Regions from separate parts of the Mus musculus genome. Here regions 1, 3 and 4 are each linked to region 2. The links are chromatin contacts, called in public Hi-C maps. All regions are on one chromosome and are shown on one strand. Each heading gives the region's core, a stretch centred on a gene start, on an enhancer-like site or on the middle of the called end of the contact. The rest is flanking DNA. Distances are from core to core; before and after follow the strand shown.

Region 1 (6,908 bases), core at 3,821-6,320, 3.6 Mb before region 2:
AGTTTTTAGAATAGCAAGAAAAAGCTGTCTAGAACAGAGCAGAGCAGAACACACACACACACACACACACACACACACACACACACACACACACACAGAGAGAGAGAGAGAGAGAGAGAGAGAGAGAGAGAGAGAGAAACAGAGACAGAGAGACAGAGAGACAGAGAGAGTCTGGAAAACCATCTCAATAGAACCTAGGTCACCAGCTTGGACCCATGATTTGACTTCTTTTCACTACTCCCAAACACCCCTTCCCTCAAGAACCCCTCTCCAAGCTGGTCCTTGGCACTGGGTGTAGGGATTTTCCTCCAACAAAGCTACACTTCCTAATCCTATCAAAGAGTTCTCTCCCTGGTCACTGAACTTCAACTATTCAAAGCCTACATGGGGTGGGGAGGTGTTCTTCTACAAACCACCACAGGTGGTAATTTAAATCATGCTTGCATCCCCTGTTTTGTGAAAGTATAGCCTTCAAATCTTTCTGTTCTGCTTTTTGGTCTCACACTTCATTGTAAGTCTAGTTGACAGCAGTAAACAGCAATGCTGTCCTGAGCGTCTTGCTGTCTTGAAATGTCCTGTCATGTTTAGTTGATCGCTTTGAATTCAGCCTCATCCAAATATTCACTAAATATTCACATTCTTTGCTAGAATATTACAGGAAATTCCCCTAGTCTAATTCCCAGTGGCATTCTTCTTGCCTTCTGACACCACCTCCCCAAAGCAGAACCTCTGCCTATTGTCCACTCTTTGATCTTCTAGACTTACTAGAATCAGCCATTAAATGGAGCTTAGGTCATTCTAGGGCTTCTGCAGCCCGTGCCTCCCAAATGTTCTACATTCCTCCTGTAAACCAGTTCCTTAGCCGAAGAACCACTCAGCAGCTTTAGTTACTGTCATAATCTCACTCTGGGTTCCAGTTTTCTGTACTAGTTACTTTTGTGTTTCTGTGACTAAATCTCTGACAGAAAGGACTTAATGGGGTAAAGGATATTTCTGATGGCAGAGTGACTGTCTGTGACAGTAGAGACACAGGGGACACTGTTCAAATGGTGTAGATCAGAAGGGAGACAGTACAATGTTGAAGCAGGCATAATCTATCAAATATCTGCCCCTACTGGCCTACTATTCATTCATTTATTATATATTTTTAAAATAATATATTATAATTGTTTTTTCCTCTCTCCCAACTCCTCCCAGATCTTTCCCATCTTCCTATGCACCTAACTTTATGTTCTCTTCCTTCCCTTCTCAAAAACAACAAAAACACAAAAGTGAACATAAAAATAAACAGGTCAAAGAACAATAGGACAAGAAAATGCCAAAGGGAGGCAAAATGAAATAAAACACTGCAGGAAACTAGCCTGCCTGCCCCGCCCTGCCCCCGCCTGCCCCGCCCCACCATGCCCAGCTGGTTATCTAATGCCACGTGGGTCAGTCCTGAAATCATATACATAGAAGTAACATGCAGACCTCACAGGATGTAGTTATACATATTTATGAATGAAAATTTATGTAACAGTAGTAAAAGAGAGGCTAGATGCCATGAATACTCTTGAGTTAGTTTTGCACTGCCCAGATGCTCCTGGGCATGAGGCTTGCCCCAGAGTTGGGTATACTTCTGCAACTAGGCTCTTCATAAAGTCTCTGTAGCCTTCAAAATAGTCTCACAAGCGGGTGCTAAGCATTTAAAACATGAGCCTGCGGAGGGGGTGGGGGGCATTTCAGGTTCACATCATAACATGCTTCCTTAGCTACCTGGTCACTGTGGCCAGAGTCTCTCGCATATGTAATTTTAAATATCCTTTATTTTTCTGCTTATAAGAAACACAGGGGAGCCCCAAGGGTACAGCATTGGCACTCATATCTTGGTAATAACTAAAAGCTCTCTAATTGGACTTAATGTCAGCTCTACATGAAGGTATTGGAAACCTAACTAACCATCTTTTGCTAGTGAGGTCATCGATCTTGAAGGGGAACCTAAACCTGCCTTTTATTATACAAGCATAATTTGAACTGCATTCTAAACATCATACACACAGATGAGTTTAGCTTCTCTTTGCAACAATTAAAAAAAAAAAACCCAACCAAACAGACAAACCCATAACCAATCAAAATTCAGAGAACTTGATTATCTAGCTACAACTGATCCATCTACAACACAACTCCTATACGCAAAGCTCGTAGAGCATCATGGGAGAGCAAGATTATAAGAGATAAGAGAGAAAAGCAGAATGTCTGGTGGTGGGGTTACATCTCCTCGAAATATCAGAGAAGTCTCAATATCATGGCTGCCTAACAAGACCTGAACAAGGATGACACCAATAGACAAACTAAGATGCAAGGGACCGCTAGGGAATCTCACCCACAGACAAAGCATGGCAGGCAACTAAAGAATTCTGAGAGCTGGGGAAATAGTTTTCTCTAGAAATGTGCTCTCAGTTGGTTATCCAATACCTAGTGGGTCAAGCCTGAAATCATATACATACACGTAACAAACAAACTGAACAGGATGCATTTATATGTTTAGGAATGAATATATATGTAATAGTAGTTAAAGGAAAAAAGTCTGGAAGCTATGAATATAATCTAGAGAAAAGGAGGGGGCACATGGCAAACTTGGAAGGAGAGAAGGGAAGGAAAAATGATATATGCTAATTAAAAATTTTTTTAAAAAAATGAGTGAGGAAATGATCAGGAAAGTTAAGAGTGGAGTCAGCTAAATGATTTATAATATGTGTGCTTTAGCTCCCTTTGTTCTGTGCTAATAGAAATCTGCAACTATTTGATCAGCAAGTAGAACAGAACACAGGGGTCGTTAGTCCTTGGCCATAGCTCAGCTCTTTTGCTGGTTATTTGAAACAATGTATTTGGTTAACAGACAAGTGCAGAACTGGGCAGTGTTGTGTGTAGCCTTTGTCTCTTCTCTTCTCTTCTCTTCTCTTCTCTTCTCTTCTCTTCTCTTCTCTTCTCTTCTCTTCTCTTCTCTTCTCTTCTCTTCTCTTCTCTTCTCTTCTCTTCTCTTCTCTTCTCTTCTCTTCTCTTCTCTTCTCTCTCTCTCTCTCTCTCTCTCTCTCTCTCTCTCTCTCTCTCTCTCTCTTTCTCCTCCTCCTCCTCCTCCTCCTCCTCCTCCTCCTCCTCCTCCTCCTCCTCCTTCTTCTTCTTCTTCTTCTTCTTCTTCCTTTTCTTGGTTATTTTGTGTTGTAGGCACTGCTAATTTTTGTGAGAACAGGACTGAGGATGGGGGAAGGAGGGTGAGAGGCGGCCGAGTCAGATGACTAACCCCCAGAATCAAACTCCAGAGACCCCCAGCATCAGGGTGAATCAGAGTTTATTGCCCAAGGTGTAAGCTTATGTACAGTGTTTGAGCCAATCCTAACCACCTAAATGCCTTGCCACACTGTCACTGTGCCCCAGTGAAAGCTCTGTCTGATGAGGTTACTCAGAAGCAGCGAGGGGTTGTGGGAACAAGGGGGAAAGCATCGTCGCTTGTTAAGACTTCCATGAAGATGGGGAAAAGGCCACCAACCTGGCCTCAGTTTTTCTTCACTGTCTCACTGGTGTTCTGGGGCCATCTTAGCTCTAATGCTGTGCAAGGGCAGAACAGGATTCTTTGAGGAGTTGCGGGAGCCTGTGGCGCCTGCTGTGACTTTCTTCCTTGTTCATTAAGGCTACGATGAAACTGGAGATTACAACCACCTTTTGCTATACGACAGCTTGTAGTCTGAGATGACTGTTCCATCTTCTTGCTTATTGGCCCTTGTTTTCCCTTCCTTTCCCTTCCATTGTGTCTCTCACAATTCATGCTGGAGAATTTTCAGGTGTCGATTCAGAGTATGTGGTGAGGCAGGGGAATAACTTAGTGCATTTGTATGCAGTAGATTATTTTCATTAAGCCCTGCACCCTCTGAATTAGAGAGGGAGGACCACGTACCTGACTAGACTGGCATTTCGACACAGGGCACAAAACCTCACTTGATAAATGTCTACACGTGTAACAAACCTCCTAGGTTTCTTCTCTTTTTGGTTGACCAGTGTACATGAAAAACATTTTTTTTAACACTCTAAATGTCACAGGCTAGCTGTTTGAGCCAAAGCTGGCCTTCGGGCATGCTTTCTTCAGACTACAGGAATTTAAGGAAAGCGAGTTTTATTTAGCTTATGTTAGAGACTTCAGTGGTTGGCCCAGACAGTTGGGTAGACCATCACAGCAGCAGAAGTTATGGTATAGAACTGTTTGTCTCATGATAAAAAGGGGGGTCGGCGTGGGCAGGACTACAGATCTAGTTCAAGTGTGCAGTGCCCCTGAACCTCCTCCCTCCCAGTGGACATGCTTTCTCCAGCCAGACATTCCCCCTTCCCAAAGTTCCCACCGCATCTCCAAACAGCGCCACCAGCTGGGTACCAGGCAGAACAGCCAAGCCTACTTGCATTTCACATTCAAACCACACTACCCAAGCAAGCTGAAGTGAGAGCCTACAGAAAGACTAGGTAGTGTTAAGACTGGGGCTGCTCAGACCTTCAGGAATGGAGGGTGAGGTCCGAATTCCCCAGTTCTGATTTTGCTCCTGGCCAGCATGCTCTGTTCAACCTCTCAAAATCCAGGGAAGTGAAGAAAAAAAAATTAAAGACCTGTGGTCTTGAATTTGAATCGTTTAAAAATCATATACAGAGAGGCTTGTCACGCTTTCCTTACTGGCTTGCAGTTCACCAAGCAGGAAAAAAAAAAAGCTTGTGCGGTTCCCCACTGTTTCCTCTAGATGGCACTATTGCACTGGCATTCTCTCAGCTCTTCATTCTGACGCCCCCCCAAACTTGTTCATTATGTAATTTTTTCAGCGGGAATCATTTTTGTTCGTAAATTTATTACAGCGTATTATCAATAGTCCTAAATTTATTGGTAAGCAGGTAGATCCCACAAAGCTGCAAATTTTAAAGGAGCAAAATGAGGTCGGTCCACCCCCCCCCCCACCCCCTTCGCCCTACTTCTTTTTCCTCGGAGCTTCCCGAGTTAATAGTTGAAAAGGGAACATATTGCAAAGTATAATTGTCACGATTATGCGGGCTGTTCATTTGGTGTGCATGTGCACATGCATCCAGATGCCACAGCTGCAGTGCACATCGGATAAATAGCCCTTAGCTTGTACAGTTCGAAACATCAAATGGTCCTCATTTGGAGCAGTGTCTTTGTTTTGTTTTGTTCATAATGAATGCTACCCACAAATACAGAAAGCAAGGGAGCAGAAAATAGCCTGTGTGACAAGGGGGAGGCTCTTAGAGATAGCCATGTACACGAGTAGACAGATACAAGTTGTATCCCGGCTTCGTCTGAACAAGGCCAGTGCTGTACAGGGGGAGCTGGGTGTGTTAATTAGATTAATGGCTTGAAAACAAATCCATTTCAGAGTAGCTAATTAAATATTTCATTTTGAGTTATTTTGTGCAATTTGCTTTGGAAGGCAACAGACAAATATTAAGTATTCAATTTCGTCTTCAAGCGCAACCCACTAATATTTCAGTGAGTTAATTCCTTGGTTTTGGTGTTTTGGGCTTTGAAGGTGCTCTCCTGTCTTGGCTAATGTACTTGACAGTCGAGTGTGAAACGGGACTCTGCCGTTCATAGCCACAACTTGGAGCCTTTTGTACTTTTAGCACCTGCTATCCTTCCTAGTTAGAGGTCTCTGGCTTCTGGTGTCCCTCAGGCTGTTCTTTGGTCCTATGGGGGCAATTTTTTTCAGGGATGGAATGATGTGTGTAACATTGTATCAACATGATGATGGCCCCTGCAATGGAGGGTTTTCCTTACAGTGAGTGAAGGTGAACACAATATGGGATGCAAGCAGGTGGGTGGGGCTTGAAGGCGGGTGGGCGTGGCTTGCAAGATGAGGTCTCCTGTGGGGAGACCAGGTGTGAGTTCTTTTCCACAAGCCCTCAGACACAAGAAATGGCACAGAGAAAACACTGACTCTCCCGAGGGTCTAACGGACTGTGCCAAGTCCTTTCATTTTACTGTTGGATTGTGAGGACAGCATCCTTGCCTCTCTGGGGTCCTGACTCTCCTGCATACCTAAATTTAATACCCAGTGTCTCAAAGCCAATACCAGCTTTCCCATTGTCCCTCTGCCGCTGGAAGTCTCAGTCTGCTGGAAGGTAGCTTTGGTTCTAAGTGAGCCTTGGTCATGTTAGCTCTGTCTTCTGCTCGCCCATGTACTCCCTGGCAGCATGGACTGGATCCTAGCTCTCAAAGGCAGAGGAGCAGCCCACAGTCCTCTATGGTAATTCCCACCCACCCCGCAAGGACTCTCTCAGTTTACAATGTTCCTGACCCAGGCACCTGGCCTGCTCAACTCTCCTTTCCACAATGCTCTACCTAATTGCCTGGGCCAAACCGCCCACGGACTGACGTCTCTAACACAAAACAAGTAAATCTCTCCTTGAAAGCTCTTTTTGATACTTGGCCACAGTAATGCAAAAGTAACCAATTAAAAACTGTTTAAGAAAGCAGAAATATTGCCCGAGCACGTGAAACCTCCAGCTCTCTTATTCCGGTGACTAAATCACTCTCTGTAGTCGGAGTCATTCTCTGCCCTTTGACTCCTCAGAGCCTTTGCTGAGGTTGGATATCTTTCACCAAGACTTTCTGGGGCACCTTTGTCTGAACAGAGTTTCTTCTATCCAAAGCCTCCGGCTCTGAGCTTCACCCCACTGGAGGTAATTAAAATGATTCCCCCAACAGAAGCAGGACCTGTGTCCTGGCCAGGTTTCCAGAGGCTCTGCTGCTGCTAAGTGGAATGTGAGTGAGAGCAAATAAATATCCGCCTTCTTGGAGTGTTGAAAGTTTGACAACCTTTCTAGTGTCGCGAAAAATTTCAAGGCGCTTTTTTATACATGGTGTATATTGTCGACACTGT
Region 2 (6,455 bases), core at 2,034-4,533:
GATGACGTCCTGTTACTGATGAAGGCAGTCTTTAGAACACTACTCCTTTTCGGTTTTGTCTGCCAGAGAAGCCGCGGCGGCGGCAGAAGCAACTGCAACCTCTTTAATTTCTTGCAGCCGGTTACACTTTTTGATCCCATTTCCTCGTGAACCTTGCCTCTCAGGTTGAGACGATAAAAGCAGCCTCGGGTGTGAGAGACCGGGTGGGGTCTGTGGGTGGGAGCGAATCCGGATATCACATTCCCCTGGTGAGGTCTGCTACTGGGAGGATTAAGTCCCTGGGTTCCATTTAATGAAATTGCTGAGCACTTGTGACACTAGCTCTAAGACTGCGGAAATGGGGCGGGGGGGGGGGGGGGACGGGACTACTGCTCGCCTTCATTCACCCTGCACACGGGCTGGAGGCTACAGCAGTGGTGTGAGCGCCCAGACAGGGGGCGGAAGAGGATTGGGAGCAACGGCCGCCGCAAGGGCGCTAGGAGGGTGTCACCCCCTTTACCTCCCTTTACCCCACTTTACCCCCCTTTACCCTCTTCCCGCCCATTCCATTCTCGTCCACAGGAACCGCTGGGGGAGGGGGAGGCGGCAAAGGAGCTGCCACTTCTCTGGCGGAAAGGTCGGAGCTGGCGACTGGTGGGGGAGGGAGCAGAGCAAGGTTTCCCGGCCCAACAGCAGCCTGGCCGCGCTGCTATCCATGCAACACACGTCGGACCCATTTCCCACGCTGGCTTGGCTCCGCGGCAGAGTCGGTGGGGATAAGTGGGGAGGGCGAGAGGAGGTTACCTCCCTCTCTCAGAGGAAACCACTACAGTGTGAAGGACGCGCTGCACCCCTGTCCCCTAATCGTCGTGGGGAGGAAATATATGCAAACTCTAGGCAAGAGTAGACCACGCAGTCCCTCCCTCCACCCTTGTCAAGAGCGGCGGGAAAATGCTTGAAGAGGCAGAGGAGGGTTATTCAAGTTTATGGTCTGACAAGGGAAGAGGGAGTGCATAATGTCTTTCTGCCCACACGATTGCTTGAAGTTTGCAAAATTCTAGTAAGGCGATGAGGGGAGTGAGTGCCACACTACCACGCATCGGAATGCACAGCGCAAAGCCTCGCAGTGGAGGTGACGTCCCCCTTCCCATTCCAGTCTGGATCGGGAGAAAGCTGGCATTCAGATAAACCTCTATTCTTCCAAATGTGAGGGGGACATCGCGTTACTGCCACTTCGTCGGCCGCTGAGGCGCTGCGGCGCCAGCCCCCTCCTTCAGACTGCGGCGGTGCGCACTGAGCCTGCGCGCCAGGCTTTTCTCGCTGATGCTGCAGATACAGAGCTGAGAGCTCTGGTGGCGGCGGCCGGAGGGTTACGGGGAAGGCCGTTCTCGCCGAGGAGGAGGAGCCACCCCTCCCGGAAAGATGCTGCTTTATGGGACAGGGAAATATTCGTTAGCTCCTGGCACATACTACTCACGGTTCCGTCCTCCGCGCTTCCACCCCCGCCCCTCCTGGGAGAGCTTTTGGAAACCACTGTCGCTCCCCCGCCCCCAAACACACTCCTCGCCGCGCTCCTCCAAACAACCGCGCGCTTCCTTTGCTCCTAGACTTTATTGGTGTTTGACTTATTTAAGTCATTCTGCCTCCTCTGGTCTCAGAGTAAAATTGATTCCGTGAGCATTAGATCGGGCATGCAAATTCGTCTTTAAAGGAACCCTTAAATTCCTAGCAACATTCTCCGAGATAGTAAGGACCCGACACAAACTCCACCTACTACCTTCGTCTTTTCTTAATCTTTCGGTAGAGGGTCTTTATTTTGACAGTGTGAAATACATGAGAAGTGGGCTTCGGTTCGAAATACACCACCAGCCCTGAGATCTGACTTGGCAGACTGCGGTGGTCATGAGTGAGAACCGGGGAAGCCTCACGCCCGGGAATGGCAGGGAGGATCACGAGGCACAAAGTCAAAAGGAGAGAAAAGAGGTTAAGCATACTCGGTACACAAAGTTGCCATTAAAGTTTATTTCCCTTATATCCAGATAGGTGACGCTACACTTTGCCGGTTACTAAAAGCTGCAGGCTCTGCTTAGAAAATAATACCCAGGCTTCTAGCATGTGTTTTATTCCCCAGGCGCGTGCACACACGGTCTATCCCCAGTGAGAGCCGGATGACAGGAATTCCAAGCATTTAAACAAAGGCAGGCATTCTCCCCTCCCCAACCCAGACCTCCAAAGTCTGGGCTCCAAAAAAGGATCCTCTCTGGCTCTCGTTGGAGTTTGATGCTCTCTCTTCACTACTGCAGCCCGTCACGGTTTGGCAGAACACAAGCTTGGCTTTCGGAACTCAGACATCGACCTCAGCCTACCAGTAGCAATTCACTAACCCAGATGCTAAATTGCGAAACGAAGACACGTTGCGGGTGGGAGTTGGGGCGGGAGGGGGGCATCGTCTGAGGGTAGACGTGGGAGGAAGGTATACTAACACCCTCACTTCAGCTCTTACCCACGCAGCCGGGTTTAGTCTACCAGCCCTAGAGGGGGAAAAAGAATCACCCCACCCCCACCCAAACTGCCTAAGGAGACTAGACTTTGGCTTATCGGGGCTGAGATTGGGCAGTTCTCAGTCGGCCCCACGAAGCGAAGCCTGGCTTCGGTGAGCGCCGCGGCTGGCTAGTCCTTCCTCCCGCCTCCCTTCCCTGGGCCCTCCTCCCTGGTTCTCTGCAACTGTGTAGTTTCGGATACCGCCGCCGCCGCTGCAGCGTCGGAGTCAAGTCTGACTCCGGAGCCCGCGGGCTTTCCGCAACAACCACCAGTTTATGCAAACTTGCGGGTTTCCGGCTAGTGGGTAGCGAGAGTAGGAGCTTCCCCGGAGCGATTCGGTGTCTCGGAACAGCCACAGCCAGAGAGGCGGCGGGAGCGCGCGCACCAGACTCTGCTAGACGCGAAAGCGGACGAGACAACTGCGGAATTCACCCGCCGCGCCAGGGCACTTCCGAGACAACAGCCGACTGGCACTTTTTCTCCCTTTGGCAAACTAGATTTTTTTTTTTTAAGCTACTTGGCAGCTCTGTTTGACTCCACCTCCCCCTCCACCCCCGCCCCAGTGGCTTTGGCTTTTCTTTGGAAATCCGGACAGAATTGGGCATCTTTGTTAATTGCCGTTAGGAGTGCCCGGTCGTGAGCTTTCACCGGGCCAGTGTCGCGCGGATGCACGGAGCCAGGCTTGCTCACCTTTGAACTGCAAAGGGATCAAGTTCAGCTCGAGTTCCCCGCATTGAGACTGGAAGAAGCTGAGAGACTGTGCTGGAGAGAGTGAGAGAGGGGGGGAAAGGGGAAAGGAGAGGAGGGAGGAGAGAGAAGAGGAGGGAGGAGAGAAAGAGAAGGAGGGAGGGAGGGGAGGGATCGAGAGAGAGCGGGGAGAGAGAGAGAGGCTGCAATCTCCTCCCTGAATCGCGCACAGCGCTGCAGATCCCACTGCTCCAACACGCGGGCCGAATGCAGGTGAGGGAAGGCACGGACTCTGCGGCTGAGAATCCAAACTTGGGCACCGCGCGGTGCGCACGGTTCGGCTCTCGCCCCCGCGGGCGAATGGTTGCTGCGGTTTCAGGCGGCGGCTTCGTGACTAATGACCTTGCGCAGAGTTGTTAAGAAAAAAAGAGAAACCGGAGCTCTTCGGGGTGAGAAGCGACCGACTCTGGGCGTCTCTGAAGATGGCTCGGGCTGCTCTTTGGCGCGCCGGGAGCACCCGGTCGCGGACCGAGCTGTGACGCGAGGCGTCTTTTCGCTGCACCTTGCCCGAAGCGACCTGCCGTGGAATTTTTCATTCAAGATATGTTGAGTGGCTTCCCGGCTGCTTAAGAGGAGTCAGAGTTAAGACTGGCTTGTTGCTCGCCCCAGAGCCTGAAGCAGGAAGCGGTTCAGGTTTGTCTGGACCTCGGGAGCCTAAACAGAGCCTGGGTCTAGAGTGAGTAGCTGGAACGTGAATTGGACTTAACTCGAGTAGCAGTAAGGACTAACGCTGCTGTCAGGCGGGGAAGGCTGCAGGTTTGTTCTAGTCCGCTACCAGGCTCCGCCGCCCTCTTGCAGAAGCGGTTCCGGCCCCTTCCCAGGGCTTGGAGACTGGATCTCAGTATCTTCCCACTGCGGGGATGACTTTGTGGGGGCACCGAGCCCGTGGCGCGCAGTGTCCCGTGAACTGTGAGTACTGCGAGTAAACGGTGGCCGGCGAGCGGGCGATTAGCACCCATTGCATGAATTATGAAACAATAACTTTCGGAAGAAGCAGGAGGAGAAAAAAAGAAGCATCTCTAGCTGCCCCCCTCCCATCGGCCGACTCTACGCGCTACTCTGGCCCCCTCCCTCCCCTCCCTCTCGTTTCTTCCTTTCCCGGAGAGGAGGACCGAGGGGAGGGCAGGCGGCCAGCCCCGGAGGAGGGGGGTGCCGAGGGGGGTTGTGGTTAGAAGGAGCAGTAGCAGCAGCAGCAAGAGAAGATGCTGAGGATGCGGACCACGGGATGGGCGCGCGGCTGGTGCTTGGGCTGTTGTCTCCTTCTGCCGCTCTGCTTCAGCCTGGCCGCCGCCAAGCAGCTGCTCCGGTACCGGCTGGCCGAGGAGGGCCCCGCCGACGTGCGGATCGGCAATGTGGCCTCGGACCTGGGCATCGTGACCGGCTCCGGCGAGGTGACTTTCAGCCTTGAGTCTGGTTCTGAGTATCTGAAGATTGACAACCTCACCGGCGAGCTGAGCACCAGTGAGCGGCGCATCGACCGAGAAAAGCTGCCCCAATGTCAGATGATCTTCGACGAGAACGAATGTTTCCTGGACTTCGAGGTGTCGGTGATAGGGCCCTCACAGAGCTGGGTGGACCTGTTTGAGGGTCGGGTCATCGTGCTGGACATCAACGATAACACGCCCACCTTCCCGTCGCCGGTGCTCACGCTCACGGTGGAGGAGAACCGGCCTGTAGGCACGCTCTACCTGCTGCCCACGGCCACCGATCGTGACTTTGGTCGCAATGGCATCGAACGCTACGAGCTGCTCCAGGAGCCCGGGGGTGGCGGCGGCAGCGGCGAGGGAAGGCGCTTGGGGCCGGCGGACAGCGCCCCCTACCCAGGGGGCGGCGGGAACAGCGCGAGCGGCGGCGGCTCTGGAGGCTCCAAGCGGCGGCTGGACGCGCCTGAGGGTGGCGGCGGGACGAGTCCTAGTGGCCGAAGCAGTGTGTTTGAGCTTCAGGTGGCAGACACTCCAGACGGCGAGAAACAACCGCAGCTGATCGTGAAGGGGGCGCTGGACCGGGAGCAGAGAGATTCCTATGAGCTGACCCTCCGAGTGCGCGATGGGGGCGACCCACCTCGGTCTTCGCAGGCCATCTTGCGGGTGCTCATCACCGACGTGAATGACAACAGCCCCCGCTTCGAGAAGAGCGTGTATGAGGCTGACCTGGCTGAGAACAGCGCTCCGGGCACCCCCATCCTACAGTTGCGCGCCACCGATTTGGATGTAGGGGTCAATGGACAGATCGAGTATGTATTTGGGGCTGCCACCGAGTCGGTAAGACGGCTACTGCGCCTGGATGAAACGTCGGGCTGGCTCAGTGTCTTACACCGGATCGACCGCGAGGAAGTGAACCAGTTGAGATTCACAGTAATGGCCCGTGACCGCGGGCAGCCCCCCAAGACTGATAAGGCCACCGTAGTCCTCAACATCAAAGACGAGAACGACAACGTTCCCTCCATCGAAATTCGCAAGATAGGGCGCATCCCACTTAAGGACGGGGTGGCCAACGTAGCCGAAGATGTCCTGGTGGACACCCCCATCGCCCTGGTTCAGGTGTCCGACCGTGACCAAGGCGAGAACGGGGTAGTCACCTGTACCGTAGTGGGAGACGTTCCTTTCCAGCTTAAGCCAGCCAGCGACACAGAAGGCGATCAAAACAAGAAAAAGTACTTCCTGCACACATCAGCCCCACTAGACTATGAGACCACCCGGGAGTTCAACGTGGTCATAGTAGCTGTGGACTCTGGCAGTCCCAGCCTCTCCAGCAACAATTCCTTGGTGGTCAAGGTGGGAGACACTAATGACAACCCTCCTGTCTTTGGCCAGTCTGTGGTTGAGGTTTACTTTCCAGAGAACAACATTCCCGGGGAGAGGGTAGCCACAGTGCTGGCGACAGATGCTGACAGCGGGAAGAATGCAGAGATCGCCTATTCACTGGACTCCTCAGTGATGGGGACTTTTGCCATCGATCCCGATTCTGGAGACATCCTGGTCAATACAGTACTGGACCGGGAGCAGACTGACAGGTATGAGTTTAAAGTTAATGCCAAAGACAAAGGCATCCCAGTGCTGCAAGGCAGCACCACGGTGATTGTACAGGTGGCTGATAAAAACGACAACGACCCTAAGTTTATGCAAGATGTCTTTACCTTTTATGTGAAGGAAAACTTACAACCCAACAGCCCTGTGGGGATGGTCACC
Region 3 (6,214 bases), core at 1,168-3,667, 3.7 Mb before region 2:
GCAAGTTGTGAGGTTTGGACTTTAAAGGAGGGGGCTGGGCTGTAGGAGTAGGGTGGCCAACAAGGGAAAGGGGTTCCAGGAAGATTTTGATGGAATTTGGCAAGAGAAGCACCAGGCAGGAAGCTCTAGGTTACCAGGGAAAGGAAAGGGAACCTGGGCAGAGGACGTGATTATCACCGCCTCAAGTCTTGTGTTTATGTGTACACTTTGCAAGTGTAATTCTCGATCTAATTCTACGGATGGGTTTTTTTTTTTTTTTTTTCAAAGTAATGGACTTGCTCTTGCCTGTTCCCTAGGCCTATGCTATGATGCACCGGAACAATGTGCCCCTGAGTAACAGTGTGCACCACGGCTGCGCAGCCAGAAACATCGGTACCCATAAAACAGATCTATAAAATAGAGGGTTTATTCTAGCCCGTGTCTATCTGAGAGAGGCCGCTATGGTGAATGCTGGTTCCTTACCTGTGGTCCCACTAGAGAGAAATAAACATTTATGATTCCAAATCCATTATCGGGTCTCAGTGTGCCCTGTGTTTGAAAGAAATCGTATGCCATCTTTGTTTAAAGAAGCTCGGGCCCAGTGGATTGCTAGTTTTTCCTGGTTTTATATTGTTATTGCTGTAACATAGTTTGTACTACCCACGTTAGGAACTAATTCCGAGTCAGAACCGTGTAAGAATCTATAAGGTAATAGACAAAAATTGTATCTCCTGTCCAAGATGGTAAAGTTCCCTAGGAAAGGACTGTTAGCAATTTTAGAGCTTCAAGTTCTGACTTATTTGACATTTCCAAGTGTTTCTTAGTCTGCTGAATATAATACCCCACCGTATAATACTTTGCTCGGCGTATATGAGATGTTCAGTAAATACTGATGAATTAAATGATGCCTCCTGTAGAGTAGGAAAGGAACTTATTTACTTCCTGGTTATCCGGTGCCTAGCAGTTCTGTCTACTCAGCAAACACAAGGCTTCACTGCCTTTCAGCAAGCAAAATAGAAACTTACTGTTGCCCGGTAAGGAACGGCCCCACCCTCCAACATAATGCCCCTAAGAAGTATGTCAAGAAATAATTGTGGTTGATTAGCCTTGTTATTATTCCTGATTCTTTTCTGCAGTGTGCATCTTCCTCTTCCACTACCCGACATTCTTTTGGTCAAGCTTCCTAAGGAATTGTTATGTATTTGACTTCTTGACTTCTGGAACAAACTGATCTAAACTGCAAGCCAACAACAAAATCCAACAGTAGTCAGACCTATGTTCTTAACAATCCTAGCTTCGAGTTCTTAAATATGTGTGTGTGTTCAACACCTCCTTTTACATTTCAAAGGTTTTCTGAAGAAATGCTTTGATATGGGTCTCTGAGGTATGTAGCTTGCCTCTGAGTGCCATTTACCTGGGTCACATCCTGAGGACTCCTACCACAATTGAAACAAAATAAAAAAACAGCCAACAACAATAACAACAACATAGTCCCATTGCAATGGTAGCATCTACTTGAAGAAATAGATTCCGGTTCTTTTCCCCTTTTAGATCAATTGGATCTGGAGCAGAATTGCAAGAGCATCCACAAAACTGCTTCATTGCAGATAAGCAAAATGGTCAAGTCTATGTTGTAGTTGGGGCAACCTGTTCAGCTGGCAGTCTATAGAAGTGGTGGTTTGGCAGATGAGTGGCAGTGACTGCCTTCAGTGTCAGCATGGAAAATAGTAAGAAGCTAGAGCACATTATTCGAACATTTCCATTCAGTAGTTGATAAATCGGGCCATGTCCATTTATTAGCTATGGGCCGGTGGGTTGGTTAAGCTATTTTAACATTTCAGCGCTTGGGTTTCGTCACATGTAAAATGGCGATGAGATTGAGTTACACTATGCCACTGTAAATTGCTTAGAGAAATTCCTAGCACTCTGGCACAAGGTATGCGCTTTGCCAAATGTTTGTCAAGTAAATACAAAGCTAGGCTGGGTTTCCCTCCGCTTCTACAAAGCTGGCAACCGGTAACCCCCACCAACATCCAAGTTAGGGGAGGCCGCTGTTTCCCACTGCAAGGTTTTTTTTGACCCACGGGGTTAAAGCACTCAGAGGATCTGCGACGTCGATACGCTTTATCCAGGTCTCCAGGCTGCCCATCATCAGATCACGGCGTGGGCGAGACTCACTCCTTCCTCCCGCTCAGCTTCTCTGGCTCCTGAAGCACAGCCTGGGCGGCTGTCCCACGCCCCGCCTATCGGTCTGGGAACGCCCCTAGGGGCGGGGCCCACGACCACGCACGCGCAGTGCCGCGGCGTTGCGCCTGCGCCGTGGCGGGGCTGAGGGAGGCGGGGGATTGGTATGAGAGCGAGTGTGTGAGGGGAGGGAGGTGGCCCGGCCGAGCGTGGTACTACGGCGGGCGCGGGCCGGAGGGGGCGGGGGGATGCGCCGCGGCGGCGGCGCGGGCGCTGGGCTGGGGCTTGGCCGCGCCAGAGCAGCGGATCCCGGTGTCGCCGCGGCAGCTGCGCGGGTGTCGCGCTGGGTCGGAAGACGCCGTACCACTGCGCTCCCCCACTTTTTTTTTTTTTTTTTTTTTTAAATAACCGGAACCAATGAACGCGGCGGCGAGCCGAGCTTCGCGGGCCGCCGGTGAAGGGAGCGGGTCAGCACCCGGCGGGAGTCCGCTTCCGAGGCGGCCGGGCCCCGGGCAGCTGGCGGTGAGCGAGTGGCCGGCGGCTCCTGTGAGCGCTCCTCCCGCCGTGGCACCGGGCCGGGCCTCGGGCCGCCCTCTCCGGCGGCGCTGGGCAGCAATGCTGCTCTTCGGGTTGTTGGTGGCCGGCGTGGCGGACGGATGCGATCTGGTGCCCCGGCACCTCCGCGGGCGGCGCGCGTCGGGATCGGCCGGAGCGGCGGCGTCTCCTTCGGCTGCGGCTGCGGGCGAGCGCCAGGCGCTGCTGACAGGTGAGGCCCGTGCGGGCGACGGGCAGGCTTGGCGGGACTCCCGGCAGGACCCCATCCCCCGAGAGGGCGCCTAGCGGTTGCCTTGGCGCCGGTCGTCGCACTTCGGACGCCTTCCTAGTCCACCGACTGGCGCCTCTACTGTGCTTTCTTCGCCCTTAGTGGGCTCCTGCGAGCTTCCCAGCTGAGCAATGCAGTGGTTTCTCTTTCGTGCTGCCGAAGGGACCAGTGGGGTCTGTAGGGGACTGGGCTCATTTCCCCTCTTCCCAAAGCCGCCAAAGAAAGTAGGCGGCGGCAGCAGCAGCAGCAATGCGGTATGGAGTTGGCCCCTGTTGCCTTTGCAAAGGCGGCTGGCAGCTTCTTACCGATCGAGAGCCGGGCTGAGCGCCCTGTCCCAGGGGAAGCTGCTGAAGAGATTCTTTGAGAGCCACAGCACCTAGTGGCACTAGTGGTTCTGTGTTAGTATGAAGAAACGTCAAAGTCTGGTGTGTTTTTGTGGGGGTACGAGGACGCTTTAAGGGATGGAAAGTATATGCTGTTTGAGAGCATCACTGGGTGACAAAGGGTGCAGAAAGCGCAGCAGGTAACCAGAAACACACCTACAATTTACCAAGTGCAGGATATTTGTGACGTGGATTTGGGCAGCATAGTTCTGATGGAGTGCACCAGTACCTTTTTTAAACACAGAACGTTCTAGCACTTACTGAAAACTTGCAAATATGTTTGGTAAGGTTAAGTAGAAAATTGTATGCTTTTACAGCCTTCGTTGTCTTATATAACTGATCTGGTGTGGTTTAAGCAGTGATGTAAAGGTCCTGAAATGATTTCCTGGGGCACAGTGCTGGAGGTAGAGTAACTTATTTTTCTTGCTGCTGTGTTTATTTTTAAGGTAGATCTCTAGGTTTTCTGGAAGAACAGCAGGATTAAAGAGGAATAAGATGATTCACTGTTAATTTAACTGCAGTGGTAGCCCAACAGGCGTCTGGGAGTTACTAACAGCTGCTCAGCAAAGTGTTCAGGAGTCTTTAGATCATAGCAGCTTTCCTCTGAGTTCTGTGACAGGCTATTTCCTGTTGCAGACAGAAGAAGGATGTCGGTAAGCATTGTCAGGCACTTTGAGAGTTGGAGGGTATAGAGCATAATGATTAGCATACTCAAGGTACTCAAAAAACTTACCAGATCCTGGTCAGTTGAACCAGGCAAGTCATCACTGGTTGCCTTGGATAAAGGATTATAGAATGATCTTTAGGGACGTAGTATGTAGGGAGGGATATATTGGGTGGTTTCATGCTCAAATAGTTATTTTCTAACAAAAATATGGCAAGTGTGGAAGGGAACAGTGTTAAACTAGTTAAAACCTACACTAGAGTGTAGGTTGAGGGCTTATTGTCTCCCCTAGGAGTGGAACGTTAGCTTCTAAATGGTATAGTAGTGTGGGTCCCCCCACCTCTTTGGCAGAAATGTTTGATTACATAATGCCTTAACAAATGTGATTGACAGAGAGGCAAGTGATCTAGAACTTTGGTGTTTATTGACTCTTCAAGCAAGTATGTTTTACTGAGAACATCAAGAAATCAGCGCAGATGGACTTCTAATAAGCTGTAACCCTTTTAATTTTCTCTGTAGTTATTTATGGCACAGTTGAAAAGACGCAGTGATTCTTAGTGGGAAAGATCATCACACAAAGTGAAGTTGTGCTGTCGTGCTTTTTAATAAATTTGCTGAAATGTTGACCTCGGAATTATTTCTGTTTATAAAAGATCTCTTTTTTTCCCCTTATGTTCAAATATTAATTTTAAAACGTTAAACATTTCCACTTAAAGTTTCAGATTTTACAACTGCTCAGTATCTAAGTTGAATAATAGAATTTTAATAAGTTTATGAAAATACAGTCAGCAGGGCTGGTGTTTAGGGAAATGTAGATTGAAAAATGACTTGTGAAAGTAGAATGTGTTGAAAAATGCTTTGAATTGTATGGCCTCTGTAAGGCCCTTTCTCATTTAATAGTTTTTGTGGGTAGTTCTCTTTTATGGCTCCATTTGTTTTATTAAACCTGGGACATAAATGGATGGCGATACTTCACACTTCAGGAAGTGGAGCCACAGGCAAACCCTGTTACATTCCAGACAGTGTTAATGGATAGATGCAGACATGAGCATATGAGAGAACTACATTTTATGTGGATTTTGCAATCTGAAAACTTGTGAAAGAACTGTGAGAGAATTTTTCTCCGGGGTTCCCTGTGAAAGTGGCTGTCTCACTGTTGACATGTCTAATAGTTTCATAAACTGACAGCGACCCCATTCTCTGTTTTCCTTCCCAGATTAGCACTTTTAATACTTAACCGTTAGGAGCTTCTGAGGCGTTTGCTTTTTATTAAAACAGTCCAGAACACACCTTTACATTGAAGCTTACTTCCAAGGGTCTTATGTTGGTGTATTTTTAGAACAAATTATCTTTAAGTCTGGCTTGTTCTTAGTTTTGAACAACAACAACAAAAGTATTCTTGCAGAGATAGGCAATGATACCATCAAAATCAATAGATCCATTGTCTTACATGTTGTAGTAATATAGAACCAATATTTATAATATCACATAGTAAAATATTTAAATTGTATATGTGCATATGCATGTTTATATTTTTAGTTAAAAAAGTAATCCACATGATTAAAACCTAATTCAGATTAAGGATTGAAGGCTGGAGTAGACAGAGGATATTTTAAATCCGTACTTTTGAAAACCTTTTTTGTTTAATATATACAGCATCAATGGATTGAGCCAGAGTGGAGTGGTTGAGCTCATCAAAATATTGAAATAATTGTTTCTGAGAAATCATGGAAGGGCAAAAGTATGCAAGCTATCTCTCTGCCTCTTCACTCTCTGTCTCTGCATATATATGTATGTGTATGCACAGAAAGCTCAGGTTGGGAAAATATGTAGAATAACAACACTGTTTTTTTTTAAACATATACACACACAGCTAATTGTTTCAGAATTTTTAAACAACCAACATTAGCTTTAAAATACTCTATAATTTTGAATCAATTACAGTAACATTCTTTAGTGCTTATATAAATATTTTATCTTAAGATTTTATCACTTCACCTATTTGGTATATTACAGGAGTATAAAATGAAAAATTTAAGGTATGTCTTTTAGATGTATTAAAATCTTAACAAACCCCACTATTCTTAGTTCAAAGTATTATAGCATTTTGAAGGGCCACTTTATCCAGACGTGTTAAACCGCTTAAGCCGTGGGGCATTCACTAATTTAGTTGGGAATTTT
Region 4 (6,398 bases), core at 2,897-5,396, 3.5 Mb before region 2:
TATCCTGAGAGGACACTCATGTTTCCTGCATTCTGATTTCTGTCTTGGAGTTGGCGTTCCTCAGAAAATGCCCAAAATAGACTATCTAACACATATGAAGAATCTTTCTTTTTTAAAATATAAAAGTTCAACATTTTTTTGAGCATCTAAATCACTAATCTGAAGCACTACGTAGGCATCAGCCCTCTCTGTCTAGTTGGCTGAAACTGTATCCCAAGTCACATTCCTCTCCTTCATTTCACCCACCCTGATTCTTTCTTCTCTTTCCCTTCTCTCTTTCCCCAGCTCACACTACTCTTTCCCCTCCCTCCCTCCACACTGTGCTAACTTCTGTGACCTCTTTCCCTTTATTCTGTACTCATTCTGTTAATTTCCTTTGGAGGATCTCAGGTGAAAGTATTCTTCTATTATCTGCTCCCTAGCCTGCAACTGCAACAACAATCACTTGCCAATGCCAACCCTCTCCTCCATTCAACTCAGTCTTTGCAAAACTTCCCTTTTCTTTCATAAGGCTTAAGGTGAGCAGTTATGAAAAAAATCAAGCTAAGCTTAAGGTAGGGATATAAGAAAGACAATCTTTTATTTTCTGCTTTTCCTCTACTTTCCCCATGGTGTGGGAGGTTTATGTTAAACTAGAAACTGTTAGTGCACAGAGTAGGAGTGGCAAGGCCAAAGTTGGGTATAGCTTAGGTAGATACGAGTGGACAGACATGCATTCTTTTCAGTGACTCTATTTTTTTATGTACTTACTAATAAACTGAATAAGGACAAGAGTATATGTTATCTATTATATTTTGCTTCGATCTGCTTGAGCTAACAACTCAAAGGCTGATGAAAAGTTGTGAGAAATTCATCTTGAAGTTTCCCCTTTTCATGATATTTTTCTGATCATGATCTATTTATTATCTATCTATCTATCTATCTATCTATCATCTATGTATCTATGTATCCATCTATTATCTATTTCTATATTATTTATCTATGAATCTATGTATCTATCTATGTATGTAACTATCATCTATATATCTATGTATCTATCTCTCATTTATCTATCTAATTATATCTATCATCGATCTTTCATATATCATCACCTGAATAGTCCTCATCTATATATCTGTTCTTTCTATCATCATCATCATCTATCTATCATCTTACTCACTTGATAAAGATACCCTAAGAAAACCCGAGTAACACTCCACCAGTACTTGGTAATAGGAGTCCATCTAGCTCAGAGGGGAGTCAGAAAGGTCAGTGAACAGGACATTTTTAACAGAGCGGTGCAGTATCCACTAGTGTGTTGCCTAATGTATAGTCACACCGTGGCTTTGCAAATGGATGCAACACTGTATTTACACTTACAAGGAGGCTGCTGCGTCAGCAGATTGTTAATTAGGATGCTACCCAAGGCTAGTGCAGATTAATCTCCTCAAATATGCTTACTATATAGAGTAATCACGATTAATTAGCACATAAAGATTGGTCCAAAATGGGAGGATTTAAGGAACATCTTGCTTTGTTTGTCTCCTGTTGGATAGCTTGCTGAATAGCTTCCAGCTGAGGTAACCTTTAGCTCAGTTTCTCCTAGCTCATCTTAATAGGTAGCATGGTGTTAGGTGATCAAGAGATGATAAATAGACAGCCAGAACTACCCTTTCAATTACCCTTGTAAAGCTGCTGCTCAGAGCCCTCAAGGGTATTGGATCAAGGCACAGGCTGGCTAATGGGCAAGATGCCTATGGAGAGAGAGCTTAACACTCCTGAGTCTACAGAACTTAAATGTGCTCTAATTCCCAAGGACCACTTGGTTGCTAACGTTTTCCCTTAGTAGTCAGAGTGCATGCCTACAGGTGACCTACTGCATGTTTCTAGGAGAGTCTGGGAAAATATTGTTAGCATAGGCTAATTTGATTACCAATGTGGATATTTCTGTAGGTTTTTCTGTGGTGTACTTAGGCACTGCCTAGCTGTGGCAGGAGGGTCTGAGCTCACAGACCCTCCTAGGCCCGGCTGTGTGTTCTCAGGGTTTGCTCTGATTGTATTCCCTCTGGCCAAATGTTGGTTTCCTGTGTGTCTGTGTCAGGTAAAAGATGGCTATGAACAAGACATAGTCTAGCCACTGGAATCTTTTGGGGTGACTTCCAGGAGTCTGCATTATCATTTTGTAATTCTAATTAGTCCTGCAATACTTTGCTTGATAGCTAGATTGCCATAGGGCTGGGGAGAAGTAATCTAGTTTATTCAAAGGGCAGTAAAGGTGCCCTCTTTGAGACTGATACAGACTCGAAGCCTCCAATTACCTGTTGGGCCTTCTCAGGCCCAGTAGGCCAAGTTGAAGGCTAAGAGTTCTACAGTTCTGAGCTAGCAAGGCTGAGGAGGTGGATAAATTCCTTGTCTTTTTCCCCATGTTGTTTTACTTCAGGTCAGATTGCTGCTTTTCCTGCAGGGCTGGCTGAGTAAATGCCAGGCTCACGCCCACACCGCTGGCTTTATCAAAGCGTTCCTTCCTATGCAGTTCCCAGCCTCAACCAAACACAATGTCTTATGCTTTACACTGTGAACAGACAGAGAAACTTCAAATCTCCAAGTCCTACTTTCTTCTGCTTTCTAATTCCATCCTTGGCTCCTTTTCCAATCCTGCCATTTGCTCAGTGTTAGTCAAGGGGAACCAAGCAGTCCTTTCCACAGCTGACTTAAATATCATCAGTCTTTTAATGACAAAGACAGGGGGTTGTGAAGCTGGGAGGGAGGCAGGAGGGATGCTAGTGGGAGAAGCAGGGAGGTAATTGTGGACAGATATGAGATGCTGTAGAAATTGTGAAACTTTCAACAAACAAGAAATAGAAATGGCAACAATCAGAAATGTCCTCATTTTAGATCTGAGGACATAGCTCATTGATATAGATATAGTACTTACTTAATGTACACAGAGCCCTGGATTTTAGATCCAGAACTCTGAAAAAAAATTAATTTCATTGCTCATAATCTTTTCCTCCTATAATGTCTAGAACATGAATAAAATTCAGCCCCAAATTTGCCACTTACAGCAACATTACTGTCTGCCCATTGTCTTGCATAACAAGTTTCATATTTGCTCCTGAGAGCTTATCGGAATGATCTTTCCTGCCCACATTTCTTCCAATAACCTGTTTGTGTGATTACTTGTGGATTCCACAAATAATCTGGAAGTCAGAAACTGTTCCGTGGGCCTTTCCCTTTTCAGTTTTCACCAGAATCATCACCCAGAGTCTATCTGTGGGAACCTAGGTGGCTTCTAGAACATATCTCAAAAACTCTCTAGGGCGATAAACTTCTCCAGTACCTGTGTGTGTTTCCTACTGTAGGATCCAACTTCTGGATTCAATTTTATCTTAGTAAGTGCAGTGACTGTAACAAAACACTACAATCTGAGAGGCTTATACAATAGAGGTTTACTTAGTATACTTCTGGAGACCACAAATTCCAAAGTCAATGGACTGGACAATTCAGTCTGGTGAGAGCCTGATTACCGGTTCATAGATAGAAGTCTGTTTTCCCTTTCAGATGTGATGGAGATAGGATGGAAGTCTTCTTGTCCATTCGTGGTGAAGAAAGGATTCATAAAGACACCAGTCCTACACATAAGGATTCTGTTCTCACGACTTCACCTAGTCCTAATACCTTCTGAAGAAAACGTGCTGTGTATGGACTTGGAGGTCCTGGCTCTCAGTACAGTTCATAGCATATGGAGGAAGGAGACCAGGAAGGTTGCTATGCAAATAGCTTCAAGCAACTCTAAATAAACCTGAAAACTGGAAGCTAAAAGTTGCTAAAAAATGCAATGCCAACGTAAGTCCCTAACCTCTTTCCAATTGGCTTATCTCCTCTGAAATTCTCCCCTGGGTGCAGAGTGGGAGCTCCCTCAGTGCTTGCTCAGTGTGTTCCTGTGGGAATGAGAAGCTGGCGGACAGGGCAGAGGATTCTCCAGCCTCTTCCATAAACACCAGCGTGAGAGAGAGAGAGAGAGAGGGAGAGGGCCAGGCCGTTAGTGAAATGCTGTGGGAGAAGAGGGGGCGGGTGGAGAGTTTGACTCCTGTAATGATATTCAGGAGCACGCATATCTGTTCATCCACAGCCGCTTCTTTCTGGAACAAGAACAGACGTCCAGAATGAAATGCTGACTCAGTCGGAGAGCGACACAGAAACTCGCAGAAGTCAGCTTTAACTAAGCGTCAAGGAACTCAGGCTATGTTTCATGTTAGAGTACCCACAGAAGGGCCCAGCTTCTGGGCGACGTTTAAAGCAGGGGTGAAGAACTTAAGCCTGCGGGTCAAGGCTGCGGACTCATTAGGTGGCAAGGAAAAGCCTGCAAACTAAGCTGCCTGGGCTTGGTCTGCAGCACCCCGCCCCACCCCCACCCCCCACCTTGCGACAGTGAGCTAATAGACTCTCCCCAGGTCTCTGTCAAGAAGGGCCTTTCCTTCTGTGAAAATGGGAGATTATGTCCTTGGGAGGCTATACAGCTTCTCTCAGGGCAGCGAGGAAATCAATAAGGATACTGGCAACAGAATCACATAATTCTGTGGACTTGTAGTGCTGACTTGGGTATTATTCGGAGAGCAAGAGCCGTGGACATGCTCCCAGGGCAGGAGATGGTGTGTGTGTGTGTGTGTGTGTGTGTGTGTGTGTGTGATACAACTCTATTCCAGAGGGCTTTCTGTATTTACTATTTTACCGCTTCTCTGCAGCATTTTTTATAACTCCTCCATCCCCTCCTTGGAGTCCGAGCACTGCAGGCAAATGAAAGGTAATTCTGACTTTCTTGTATCACTAGCTGTGCTGGGTTCATGCCCATAGACCAAACAGGCCTGCAGAGGGATAAATGGTCATCCCATCTCCTCCTGGCTTAGGGATTAAAGTGACAGTGACAAGACATGGCAAGTGTATCTCTAGGATAGACAGAAACAGCCATGGAGAGTCATAAAAGGATGTAGGTATTTCACTCCACGTGTACAACACAGAGTCATCCATGCGAATCCTCTTCAGATTCAAATAAGTCCCTGTATCCCTTCCCCGTTCCGTTGCTTATTGAGTCAGGCTCATTTATAGATGACAGAAGCTATTTCAAAGTGGAGGCAGCCTTGAGCAACACTGCTTTGGTCAGTACAAAGTATTTCACACTGAGCAGTGAATGCCTCTCTTTGGATTCATAGGTTGAAGTCCTGACTCCCATTACTTCAGAATATGATTGTATTTGAAGAGGAAGTTAAAATGAGATCAGGCCTTGATGTATTCTGACTGGTGTCCTTATAAAAGACATTAGGATACACGGGAAGAAAGCAAGTGTGTGTGTGTGTGTGTGTGTGTGTGTGTGTGTGTGTGTGTGTGTGTATGTGTGTGTATGCCTGTGTGTGTATGTGTGTGTATGTGTGTGTGTGTATGTGTGTATGTGTGTGTATGTGTGTGTGTATGTGTATGTGTGTATGTATGTGTGTGCGTGTGTGTGTGTGTGTGTGTGTATGTGTGTGTGTGTATGTGTGTGTGTGTTCATGTATAAGGAGAAAAGGCCATGAGAAGAAAAAGCAAGAAAGTAGCCATTGCAAGCAGAAGAGAGATGCCTCAGAGGAAACCAAACTTCTAAATCCCTGACTATGAGCTTGCAGTCTCTAATAAGACTCTTGAGAGGATAAATTTCTACTGTGTAGGCCACAGTGTGTGTTAATTTGTTATAATGGCCATAGCAAATGAATATACTATGTTTTCAACATATGATTGATATGGTATTGTCATGGAAGTAGATATGCTTTACTTAGGTACTACTTCCTATAGATGATTTTGGTTACTGTAGGTCTGTAGAAGAAGAATTTAAAAACTTACTTGCTTAAGATAAAAATTTATAGCTACATATGCCTGTGTGTACGTGTGCATGTGTGCGAGCATGCGTGCATGTGTGTGTGTATTGCAGGTCTCAACTGCACAACCCTTGTCTCAGCTCTCTTCTGATCAAAGTTATAACCTGCTATCAAGGATGACCTAAAGTCATATTAAGAGTCACTAAATTAGGTGTCCAAGATGGCTTCTTCACATCAGGCCTGACTGGGATGGCTGGAAGATGGGAGGCCCGTGGTACATCTCTTTTTGTGTGGCTTCTTCTTGTGGCGGTGCTCAGGTAGTCTCACTTCTCCCATGGTGTCTGGATTCTTCTCAAGAAGTTAACATTCTAAAGCACAAGGTAGAGGATGCTGGGGTCTTTCATAGTCTCAAAAATTTCATAGTAAGTCATAAGTCCAACTCATTGACATGTCTGGCCTCAGGGGGTCAGACTGGAGTAATTGAGATGGCTGAGTGTCTCTGCATATGACTCACAAAGTCTCTCTGTCTGGAGAAGCTAGTCTAGTTTCCTTATGTGACTACTGAAATCT

The links. A called contact is a pair of places that touch in the nucleus more often than the background predicts.
Region 1: a Hi-C map of cerebral cortex shows a contact between it and region 2, with 4 times the contacts expected there. The contact joins the enhancer-like site here to the promoter of 4932441J04Rik in region 2. A contact is called at or near these places in 2 of 39 promoter capture datasets (cranial neural crest and hippocampal neurons), 7 of 484 Hi-C or Micro-C datasets (B cells, the HL-1 cell line, adipose-derived mesenchymal stem cells and 3 more) and 1 of 115 datasets of contacts at active chromatin or transcription factors (embryonic forebrain).
Region 3: a Hi-C map of cardiomyocytes shows a contact between it and region 2, with 5 times the contacts expected there. The contact joins the promoter of Stim2 here to the promoter of 4932441J04Rik in region 2. A contact is called at or near these places in 1 of 39 promoter capture datasets (cranial neural crest) and 5 of 484 Hi-C or Micro-C datasets (LSK cells, cardiomyocytes, embryonic stem cells and 2 more).
Region 4: a Hi-C map of cerebral cortex shows a contact between it and region 2, with 5 times the contacts expected there. The contact joins the enhancer-like site here to the promoter of 4932441J04Rik in region 2. A contact is called at or near these places in 1 of 39 promoter capture datasets (cranial neural crest) and 4 of 484 Hi-C or Micro-C datasets (the G1E-ER4 cell line, cerebral cortex, cortical neurons and 1 more).

Annotation. Positions count from the first base shown.
Region 1 is chr5:54,150,276-54,157,183 of GRCm38.p6, forward strand. No RefSeq gene overlaps it. Among named protein-coding and RNA genes, the nearest start is that of Stim2, 160 kb to the left of the region's middle. Within about 2 kb of position 5,071, at least 32 of the 459 cell types and tissues checked have an H3K27ac peak or open chromatin away from gene starts, as enhancers often do. A contact at or near this core is called in cerebral cortex, cortical neurons and hippocampal neurons, where this site is marked.
Region 2 is chr5:57,714,636-57,721,090 of GRCm38.p6, forward strand. It overlaps 4932441J04Rik (RIKEN cDNA 4932441J04 gene), which reads right to left and starts at 3,284. Exons shown (of 5, transcript NR_015588.2): 1 at 3,211-3,284. It overlaps Pcdh7 (protocadherin 7), which reads left to right and starts at 3,446. Exons shown (of 3, transcript NM_001122758.2): 1 at 3,446-6,455. The coding sequence starts at 4,470.
Region 3 is chr5:53,996,106-54,002,319 of GRCm38.p6, forward strand. Stim2 (stromal interaction molecule 2) reads left to right here and starts at 2,418. Exons shown (of 12, transcript NM_001081103.2): 1 at 2,418-2,929. The coding sequence starts at 2,779. Gm30601 (a long non-coding RNA gene) reads left to right here. Exons shown (of 2, transcript XR_376962.2): 1 at 1-12; 2 at 297-508.
Region 4 is chr5:54,237,300-54,243,697 of GRCm38.p6, forward strand. No RefSeq gene overlaps it. Among named protein-coding and RNA genes, the nearest start is that of Gm10440, 110 kb to the right of the region's middle. Within about 2 kb of position 4,147, at least 8 of the 459 cell types and tissues checked have an H3K27ac peak or open chromatin away from gene starts, as enhancers often do. A contact at or near this core is called in cerebral cortex, where this site is marked.